Linked DNA regions of Mus musculus: region 1 is linked to region 2. The links are chromatin contacts, called in public Hi-C maps. All regions are on one chromosome and are shown on one strand. Each heading gives the region's core, a stretch centred on a gene start, on an enhancer-like site or on the middle of the called end of the contact. The rest is flanking DNA. Distances are from core to core; before and after follow the strand shown. Region 1 has its middle 8.7 kb from the start of Gm2848. Region 2 has its middle 34 kb from the start of Gm33116.

Region 1 (4,262 bases), core at 1,383-3,882, 300 kb after region 2:
TGAATATAGCAGCCAGGGGCACTTTGTACAGTCAGTTAATTAGGAGCTGCTCAGATGTCTGGGCTAGTCTGAGGCAATGCTCTGCTTTTCCAGAAGCAATGTAGTTTACCAGATTTATTCAGGGACTTATTCCCAAAAGGTTTTAATACAAAAGCACCACTGACAACAGTGAGTCCCACCCAACTCAGGTTGAAGGATTACTAAAGGAAACCCTCCTGGTCAAAAGAACGGAATCTACCTATGAATAGAGAGAGACATAGATAACCCATTTGGGCTGTCACTCACCTAGCCAAGGGACATTCCCACAGAAGGCTGAATCTGCTTAAGCCATGTTAAGGAGATGGAAGGAATAGTTATCCCTTTAATGAGATACATAGATAGATAGATAGATAGATAGATAGATAGATAGATAGATAGAGATAATGTGCCTTCGAAGGATCTTTGTTTTCTAGGTAGTCACTATAGAGCTACTACACAGAGCAGAAAGAGGCTTCTCCAACCTATATTAAGAAAAGGCATTGATCTAGCGACATAAATAAATATTTAGGAGGCGTTTGACAATATGGGACCTATGTTTTTATCTTATTTGCCCTCATTGGTTGTGTACACACCTGCACAATGCTCTTCCTTTATGCACAGAGCTGTGCGAATGCACCTCCTGGACCTCCTTATGATCTCATTGATGGAAGAGATTCTTGCTTCATCTTTTAAACCTGGATAGAGATGACCTCCATCGACCATCATCACTTCAGAGGGCCCAAAATAATACTGATAGCTATGGTTAAATGTTAAGGCTCTCTTTCTCCATGCCCACGGTCACATCATTTAGGTCTAAGTGTGACAGAGCAAGAAGACCTTGTGTTCTTCCCAAGGACACTTCAGACTTAACTAAAATCTGATCTTGATTGAGAATCCCATGGGAAATGACCCAACCCAGTTCTATTCTAGGAACCTAGAGTCAGGATACCTCTTAGGTTCTGTTAGACTGTTTGCTTGGACAAACCGCCCCCTGAAGCTGCTGAGTGAGATATCAGGGTATAGTTTTGCCTTTTAAAAGCCCCTTGGTCTAAATATTCAGGGCTACAGGTGGGTCCCTGAAAAATTGAGTGTAGTCCCGGCTCGCTGGAATAGACTTTGAGTTGGCTATAAACAGAGTGGTCATCTCTGGTACATACTCTGTAACATAAGCATGCCACATTCTTATTTTAATACATCCCGTCTTCAACTCACTGACTTGTTCTGAAATTTTTCTCTGCAGCAAAAGTCAGGTCCCAACTGCATCTAAGTAGCAGTCTCTCAGAAGAGTTCCTGGCGATGTTGGTTATATTACAGGGAGATAGGCAACACACGGCAAGATAAAGGCCCATGGGAGCCAATATTAATCTGGCTCATGACCTGTAATAATCGAGCCATTGAAGTTCCAATCAGTCAACCTTGTAAAATGTCTAGCACAAGCATGGCCTTTTAAGAACTCCAGCTGATGGCGCCCACATTTACTTCATGACTCAGAGAGGGCGAGACAGCATCCCTCACAGAACTTGACAAAGGGCTGGTGGGTGAGGCTATAGAGGATAAGCAAGGTGCACAGCCAGCCAGGGTTGTCCTGTGATGCAGATGAAATCATATGAGGTTTGATGCCCAGTTCTGTGGGGTCAGATGTCAGCGCCTGCTACAACTGCATAAACTAGCTCTGGTCTGCATCCGCTGCTTACAAAGTCAGATTGGTCCAAAATCCTTTGTACAGAAGGACAGCCAACTCTTCAGAGTTAATCCTGCATCTCTAAATAACCAGCTAACAGCCAGCACAGGTGTGTCGGGAAAGGCATTTGGAGGGGCACTGTCTGAAACTCCTCCTGGGTGAAGCACACCCCCCACTCCAGGTGACTGATGGAGCTAAACCGGCCCTCACAAGATTTGCTCCTGTGACTGGTTGGGGAGAGAGCCACACCTGGAGCCCTGGAGCCCTGGAGCCCTGGAGCCCTGGAGCCCTGGAGCCCTGGAGCCCTGGAGCCCTGGAGCCCTGGAGCCCTGGAGCCCTGGAGCCCTGGAGCCCTGGAGCCCTGGAGCCCTGGAGCCCTGGAGCCCTGGAGCCCTGGAGCCCTGACTCCTAAAACCATTGTCTGGGCTGGGCTTCCCTTGAGGACATTCCTCTGCCAATCAAATCAGGTGCTAAAGACAGCTGGTATGAGCAGTTTTCATAGTCACGTGGGTGATGTACTTAAAAGTTCGGTTTTTTGTTTTGTTTTGTTTTAAGATCTTGAGAATCTCGTGTAGCCCAGACTGGCCTTGAACTCACCACGTAGCCAAGCATGACTTCAAGCTTCTGATCCATCTGCCTCCGCCTTCTGAGTGCTGAGGTTGCACAAATCATTTATGTGGTGCTGGGGATCGAACCCAGGACTCCAGGAGTTCTAGGCAGACACTCCACCAACTGTGAATCACTTTTGTTTTTTGTTTTTCATAAAATGTTTAAAGTATTGGCTGCTTAGAAGCCTTTGATAATAACTTGCTCACCAGAATGGAGAAGGTCTGCAGTGACTGTGGACACCAGACATCGCTGTGTATGGATGTGGCTTCAGGAAACCAGGTAAAGAAATGTTCGTTCAGTGACCTGAGCATAGAGGTCACATTCAAGCTAAAGAAGGAACTAACCCCAGACCAGCCAAAAATCCCTGCTTGTTCATTATGATAATCTGGCATTCACATCTGAATCCTAGCAACTATGGCTAGACATTTTTTCAAGGTTTTTGAAAACAACCTGTGACATGCACACGTTCTCCAAATGGGCAATTTCGGAGGCAGCAGCCCATACCGAATGCCTGGCAGAGGATGTCACCATGGTGTCATTTAGTCTCACAGTCAGTTCCCCAAAAGCAGAAGAACTTCCATTATGGGCGCATTAATAACTGCTATAAATAGAGCCCGGGAAGAATACAAAGCGGTTATCGTGTCTCGTCATGCGTGAAATGTAAGGACTCTGTTAAAGAGGACAAGGTCTCACTGGTGCCTTCATGTCTGAGCTGGCTCTCCTGGAATGGGATTGCATCCTTGCTGTGTGTTCTTAGCCTCCTTTTGGACAGGGAGCCCTTGTCCAGATGAGACTGGTTTTGCTAAAAGCTGGCAGCTGTTACCAGTTGCTCACTTAGAAGGAAGATGTCTGTCTGGCTGACAGTATAGTGCCCTCTGCTGGATTTCAAGTCAGGTCGGGCAAGGAAAACCTCTAGGAAACTTTCCCTTTCCCTCTCTTTATGTGTGTGTGTGTGTGTGCGCGCGCGCGCGCGTATGTGTGAGTGTGCGTGCATATTTGTACATGTGTATATGTATATGTGTGTATATGTGTATATATGTATGTGTGTACATACACACACACATACACAAACACTGTGCAGGTGCATGTGTGTACATGTGTGCACATGTTTGTGGGAGTCAGAGTACAACCTCCAATGTCATTCCTCAAATGCCTTCCACCTTTTTTTTGAAGGACGGTTGCTCTGTGGCCTGGAACTTTGCCAAGCAGTCTTGGTACTCCTGGAGTTCACCCATCTCCACCTCCACCTCCCTGGCTCTGGAATTACAATCGTGTGTGGCCATACATGGCTTTTGCCCAAGGATTGAAGTCAGGTACACACGCATGTGCAGCAAGCACTCTACACTGAGTGGTCTACTCAACCTAGGTCACTCATTTTTGATAAAGCTCGTGAGACCTATGAGGAGGTCTCCATGGGAGTCAAGTAGGACTGTTACGGTTGGAAAATATCTCACTCTCCACAGCCATAGCTGGGATATTTGAAGGTCAACTGAAGACAAAGATACAGTAGGAGCCCAGCAAGGTGCACAGAGCTCATTCTGAGGCCCTGGTGCCTGCAGTCCCAGTTGCACCTCTTCGCAGTAATGGAGACTCGGAACTTGAAAAAGAGAATGATGTAAGTGGTTGACACACTGTGTTAAGCCTCACCATTTCAACAAAGCTGCTCACCACCTGTACTCCAACTTCCTTTTGAAAGCCGCAAAACTTGAAAGCGTGCAGACCATGGGTATGGGACCCAAGGTCACTGCCTGCTCAGGGGTAGAGAAGAGACGAATCCATTCATTCTCCCCTGCGGGTCCTGATCTTGGAAGAGCTTCCCTAAGTCAGTGCGCATCACAAGGGAGCCTCAGCCAGGAACTGTGGCTGACTAACTCCAATCTCCTTACACCAGGAGATGCTGGCTAGCCCTAACTGTTCCCCCAGCAGAGCGGTTTATCATAAAGATGCCAGAAAC
Region 2 (4,596 bases), core at 1,594-4,093:
GGCTGTTGTCTGCAAGCATAGCAGAGTTATCATTAATAGTGTCAGGGATTGGATCTCTTACATGAGGTGGCAACTGCACTGTCCATATCCCCTGATGCTAGGACTCTCAGCTAAGGTCACCCCCATAGACTCCTAGGAGTCTTCTCTATTCCAGGTCACAGGTTAGTCCCAGAGATGCCCCCAACCAATTTCCCTTCTCTCTCCAAGCCATTTCCCACCCTCCCTCTCCTCACACTCCATCCCCATCCCAGTTCCCCTCCTCACTCCCTCTCTTTCTTCACCCCCAATGCCTATTTCCCCTTCTTAGTGAGATTCAAGCATCCTCCCTTGGTCCCTCCTTATTACTTAGTTTCTTTGGGTCTGTGCATTGTAGTATGGTTAACCTGGGTTTGTTTTTGTTTTTTGGGTTTTTTTTTTTTGAGACGGGGTTTCTCTAACCTGTTCTTTATGGCTAAGGTCCACTTATAAATGAGTACATACCATGCATGTATTTCAAGGTCTGGGTTACCGCACTCAGGATGATATTTTCCAGTTCTATCCATTTGCCTGCAAATTTCATGATGTCTTTAATTTTAATAACTGATTACTATTCTATTGTATAGATGTAACCTTTTCTTTATCCATTCTTCAGTTGAGGAACATCTAGGTTGTTTCAGTTTCTGGCTATTACAAGTAAAACTGCTACAAACACATTGAGCAAATGGCCCTGTGATTTAGTGGGACATCATTTGGATATATGCCCAGGAGTGGTATAGCTGGGTCTTGGAGTAGAACTATTCCCAATTTTCTGAAAAAAAAAAACCTGCCAAATTAATTTCCAAAGTGCTTGTACAAGTTTGCACTCCCACCAACAATAGAGGAAAATTTCCTGGCTCCACATTCTTGCTAGCATGTGCTGTCCACTTGAGTTTTTGATTTTAACCATTATGATGTGTGCAAGCATGAATCTCAAAGTCCTTTTGATTTGTATTTCCCTGATGACTAAGGATGTTGAACATTTCTTTAAGTGTTTCTTAGCCGTTAGAAAATTTTTTGTTGAGAATTCTGTTAGCTCTGAATCCCATTTTTAAATTGGGCTACTTGGTTTGTTAGTGTCTAGTTTCCTGAATTCTTTATATATTTTGAATATTAGCCCTCTGTCAGATGTAGGATTGGTGAAGATCTTTCCCCATTCTATAGGCTGCTGTTTTGTCCCTATTAACAGTGTCCTTCACCTTACAGAAGCTTTTCAGCTTCATGAGGTCCCAGTTATCAATTATACCAATAGCCTGAGCTATTGGTGTTCTATTCAGGGAGTTGTATCCTGCGCCAATGTGTTCAAGGAAGTTCCCCATTTTCTTTTTTAATAGATTTAATGTGTCTGGTTTTATGTTGAGGTCTTTGATCCTCTTGTACCTGAATTTTGTGCAGGCGATAAATATGGGTTTATTTGTATTCTTCAACACGCAGATATCCAATTAGACCAGCACCATTTGTTGAATCTTTTTTCTATTGTATGGTTTTGGCTTCTTTGGCAAAAGTCAAGTGTCTATAGGTGTGTGGCTTTATTTTTGTGTCTTTGACTCTATTCCATTGATCAGCCTGTCTGTTTTTATGCCAATACCATGTGGGTTTTATTACTAGTTCTCTGTAGTATAGCTTGAAGTCAGAGATGATACCCCCAGAAGTTCTTTTATTTTGATTTAACTATCCTTGATTTTTTCCATATGAAGTTGAGTATTGTTACTTCAAGCTCTGTAAAGACTTGTGTTGGAATTTTGATGGGAACTGCATTGACTCTGTAGATTGCCTTTGGCAAGATGGCCATTTTTCTTTCTTTTTTCTATGACACATGGTCTCATGGAGCTGAGGCTGGCCTTGAACTACCAACCCTTCTGCCTCCACCTCCCAGATGCTGGGATTGCCATCATCTGCTTCCATGCCTGGCATCTCACCATTTTCCATAAATGACTGCAGCATAGTTGGATCCAGGAGCTGTGGGAATTCTGCAATAGATCCTGCCTAGACTCTGAAGGGTAACTCTGTTATATATGTAAACTCGATCCAGTGTGTGCTATCAGTGAGTCACTGGCAAAATGAAAGGAGATACACATTTCTTTCTACAGCTTCATTATGCACACTCAACTTTATCCACATAGAGATTAGGTTTTCTGTTTGACCACCATCCCTAACATATAACACAATGTAGCAAGTAGGCTTTTGCCTTTGCATGGCAAGAGTTCTTCAGACCTTTGTCTTCCAAGTTACACAAACAGTAAACAGTTGCTGGGTAGAAGGAGGCTCTTCAGTGGAGCTGCCTCTGTCTCGTGCAGGGGACTGTACAGAGGCGACTGTCAAGAGGGCATCACTCCTGCTGGGAGAGGATATGTGGGTGATGTGGTTGTCTTGAGGTCTGACAAAGCCAGTGTGAACAGTGCACAGGAGGACTGGATACATTCTCCTAACTATCCCAGAGAGCATGCTCATTTTATTATTGTTTTAATTATTTTTTTCATTATGTCTGTTCACTATGCATGGCATGTGTTATATAAGAACTCTTTCGTACCTGGGTAGCATATATGCTTGGCCAGTGCCCATTTGTATACTTTGACTTATATTTTATGAACTGAGGAAACTAAATCCTTTCTATTTTTTTTTCAAGCTTTTAGGGCAAAATTCCAATAGAGAAAAACTCAGCCATGAGTTCCCGAGTATCCATCAGCTACTGACTTAATGAAACGGAGAATCCTTCAAACAAAATCAGCTACTGTCATCAAATTACCGAGAAGCACCAAGAAGAGTCTGAGAGCTCACCCTTGGCCACCTGCCAGTCTCAGAGTCTCCTGAGGAGGAACTCAGTTTTTAAGCAGCCTTAAGACAGACAGTCTGTGAGTTTCCCCTTTTATACAGAGGAGAAAGTGGCTACGGTCCAAGTTCTTACAGCTAGGATGTGAAGGAAGAAGCCGGCCTTCTTCTCAGGCTGGAGGTGGGCTTCTAGAGATGTGTACTGAGAGTCTTCGGAGATGGTCACAGAATGTGTTTTACAATGACAAATGTCATGAGCAAAACACATCCCAGGGCAGGATTATATTCACTGTAACTCGAAACATTAGGGCACACAATTGTTGTTTTAAGGGACTTGCTAGAGAGTCAGCCCAGTCTAATGAATGAGCTCTGGGTTCTGTGAAAGACCACCCCCTAAAACAAAATAGAACAAACAAACAAACGAAAACCCTAAATCAAAACCAGGTAGACAGCTCTTAAGGAATAATGGCTTGTCCTTTGTTCTCCGTATGCACACCTGTCCACCTGCACATACGTGCATGTGAATTATAGAGGGTGCAAGTTAACTCTAACATTAAAAAGAATGGGGGGTGAGGGTGGGGAATTGAGGGGAAGAAAGCTAAGGAGAGCTGTATTGGACTCAGCAGCAGAGAGACTTCGGGGTCGACTCTCAGTCTCAGGCAAGCACAAGGACACAACATTTCCGGGAAGCCCTGTTGCGAGAACAGACACATGGCTACAAGAAAGCAGTGCCCCGGAGAGTCCCACACCCAGCCAAGAAAGAAAGGACCAGTGAGTCAGGAGCCAGAGAAAGATGAGGAGGGAATCAAAAGGCCCTGAAGACATCAAAACCAATTTCCCAAGGTCTGATGAGACTCGGCATTGGAATATAAATTTAACTGAATTATTTATTGAACATAAATGGACTTTCATTCACGGCAGTGCTGGGTTTGCCAGGCGAAATGGACATTCACCTTGAGAGCAAATTGCTTCTTATCTGTGGAGATAATTGTTTGCAGGAAAGCCCAGGCTGGAATGGAAAGGAAAGGCTGATTATCTGCCCCGTCTTCACCAGAGCTCTGAAGAGTGTGGTCTTGGGTGACAAGAGATTCAAAGTGAGAAAACGAGTCTGTGGGTTAGAGATGCTTGCTGCCGTATAGGGAGAGAACACAGAGCAGCCGTCTGTGCATAATCTTTCCAGGATGCAGGTGACAGTGCGGCCCAAGCCATGTGCTTTGTTTCCTACTTTGAATTTAATTTATTTTGAAAAGCAAAGGTCATGTACTCAAGTGATATTTAATATGGACAGACTTCCTATAACTCTTCCTTCCTATTCCACCCTGGATACACAACAGCTCACTCTCTAGAGGCCACTGTTAATTATTTCTTTTGCGCACACGAGACTTGTGTGCAAAGACTCGGGTGCACAGGCTAACAAATGCACAGAAGTAGACATTCGATTTTATGTTCTATTTCCGCAAAGTTATTAATATTCTTTTAGTTTTTTAATTTTCTGGAATATTATTATTATGTGTGTAAAGTGAGTGTATGTGTATATGTGTGTGAAGTGTGTACATGTGTATGAGTGTGTGTATGTGTGTGTGAGGTATGTATATGTGTACGTGTGTGAAGTGTGCGTATGTGTGTTCATGAGTCACAGTGTGTGGAGGTCAGAGGACAATTTCCAGGAAATGGCTCTCTCTTTGCATTGTGGGATCCTGGCATTGGACTTAGGTGTCAAGACTGAATAGAATGTCTAAAATTAGTCCCAGGCCTAATAATATTATGCTATATTAATAACATTATATTATATTATATATAGTATAAATATAA

Evidence for each region. Hi-C and Micro-C count contacts between places; a contact is called where the count stands out from the background.
Region 1: a Hi-C map of bone marrow-derived macrophages shows a contact between it and region 2, with 30 read pairs. The contact joins two enhancer-like sites. A contact is called at or near these places in 5 of 15 datasets of contacts at CTCF or cohesin (the NIH/3T3 cell line, hippocampal excitatory neurons, large pre-B cells and 2 more), 37 of 484 Hi-C or Micro-C datasets (the 3T3-L1 cell line, 3T3-L1-derived adipocytes, B cells and 21 more), 21 of 115 datasets of contacts at active chromatin or transcription factors (DN3 thymocytes, astrocytes, bone marrow-derived dendritic cells and 10 more) and 1 of 9 other capture datasets (bone marrow-derived macrophages).

Annotation. Positions count from the first base shown.
Region 1 is chr13:52,562,414-52,566,675 of GRCm38.p6, forward strand. No RefSeq gene overlaps it. Among named protein-coding and RNA genes, the nearest start is that of Gm2848, 8.7 kb to the right of the region's middle. Within about 2 kb of position 2,633, at least 56 of the 459 cell types and tissues checked have an H3K27ac peak or open chromatin away from gene starts, as enhancers often do. A contact at or near this core is called in bone marrow-derived macrophages, where this site is marked.
Region 2 is chr13:52,265,643-52,270,238 of GRCm38.p6, forward strand. No RefSeq gene overlaps it. Among named protein-coding and RNA genes, the nearest start is that of Gm33116, 34 kb to the left of the region's middle. Within about 2 kb of position 2,844, at least 11 of the 459 cell types and tissues checked have an H3K27ac peak or open chromatin away from gene starts, as enhancers often do. A contact at or near this core is called in bone marrow-derived macrophages, where this site is marked.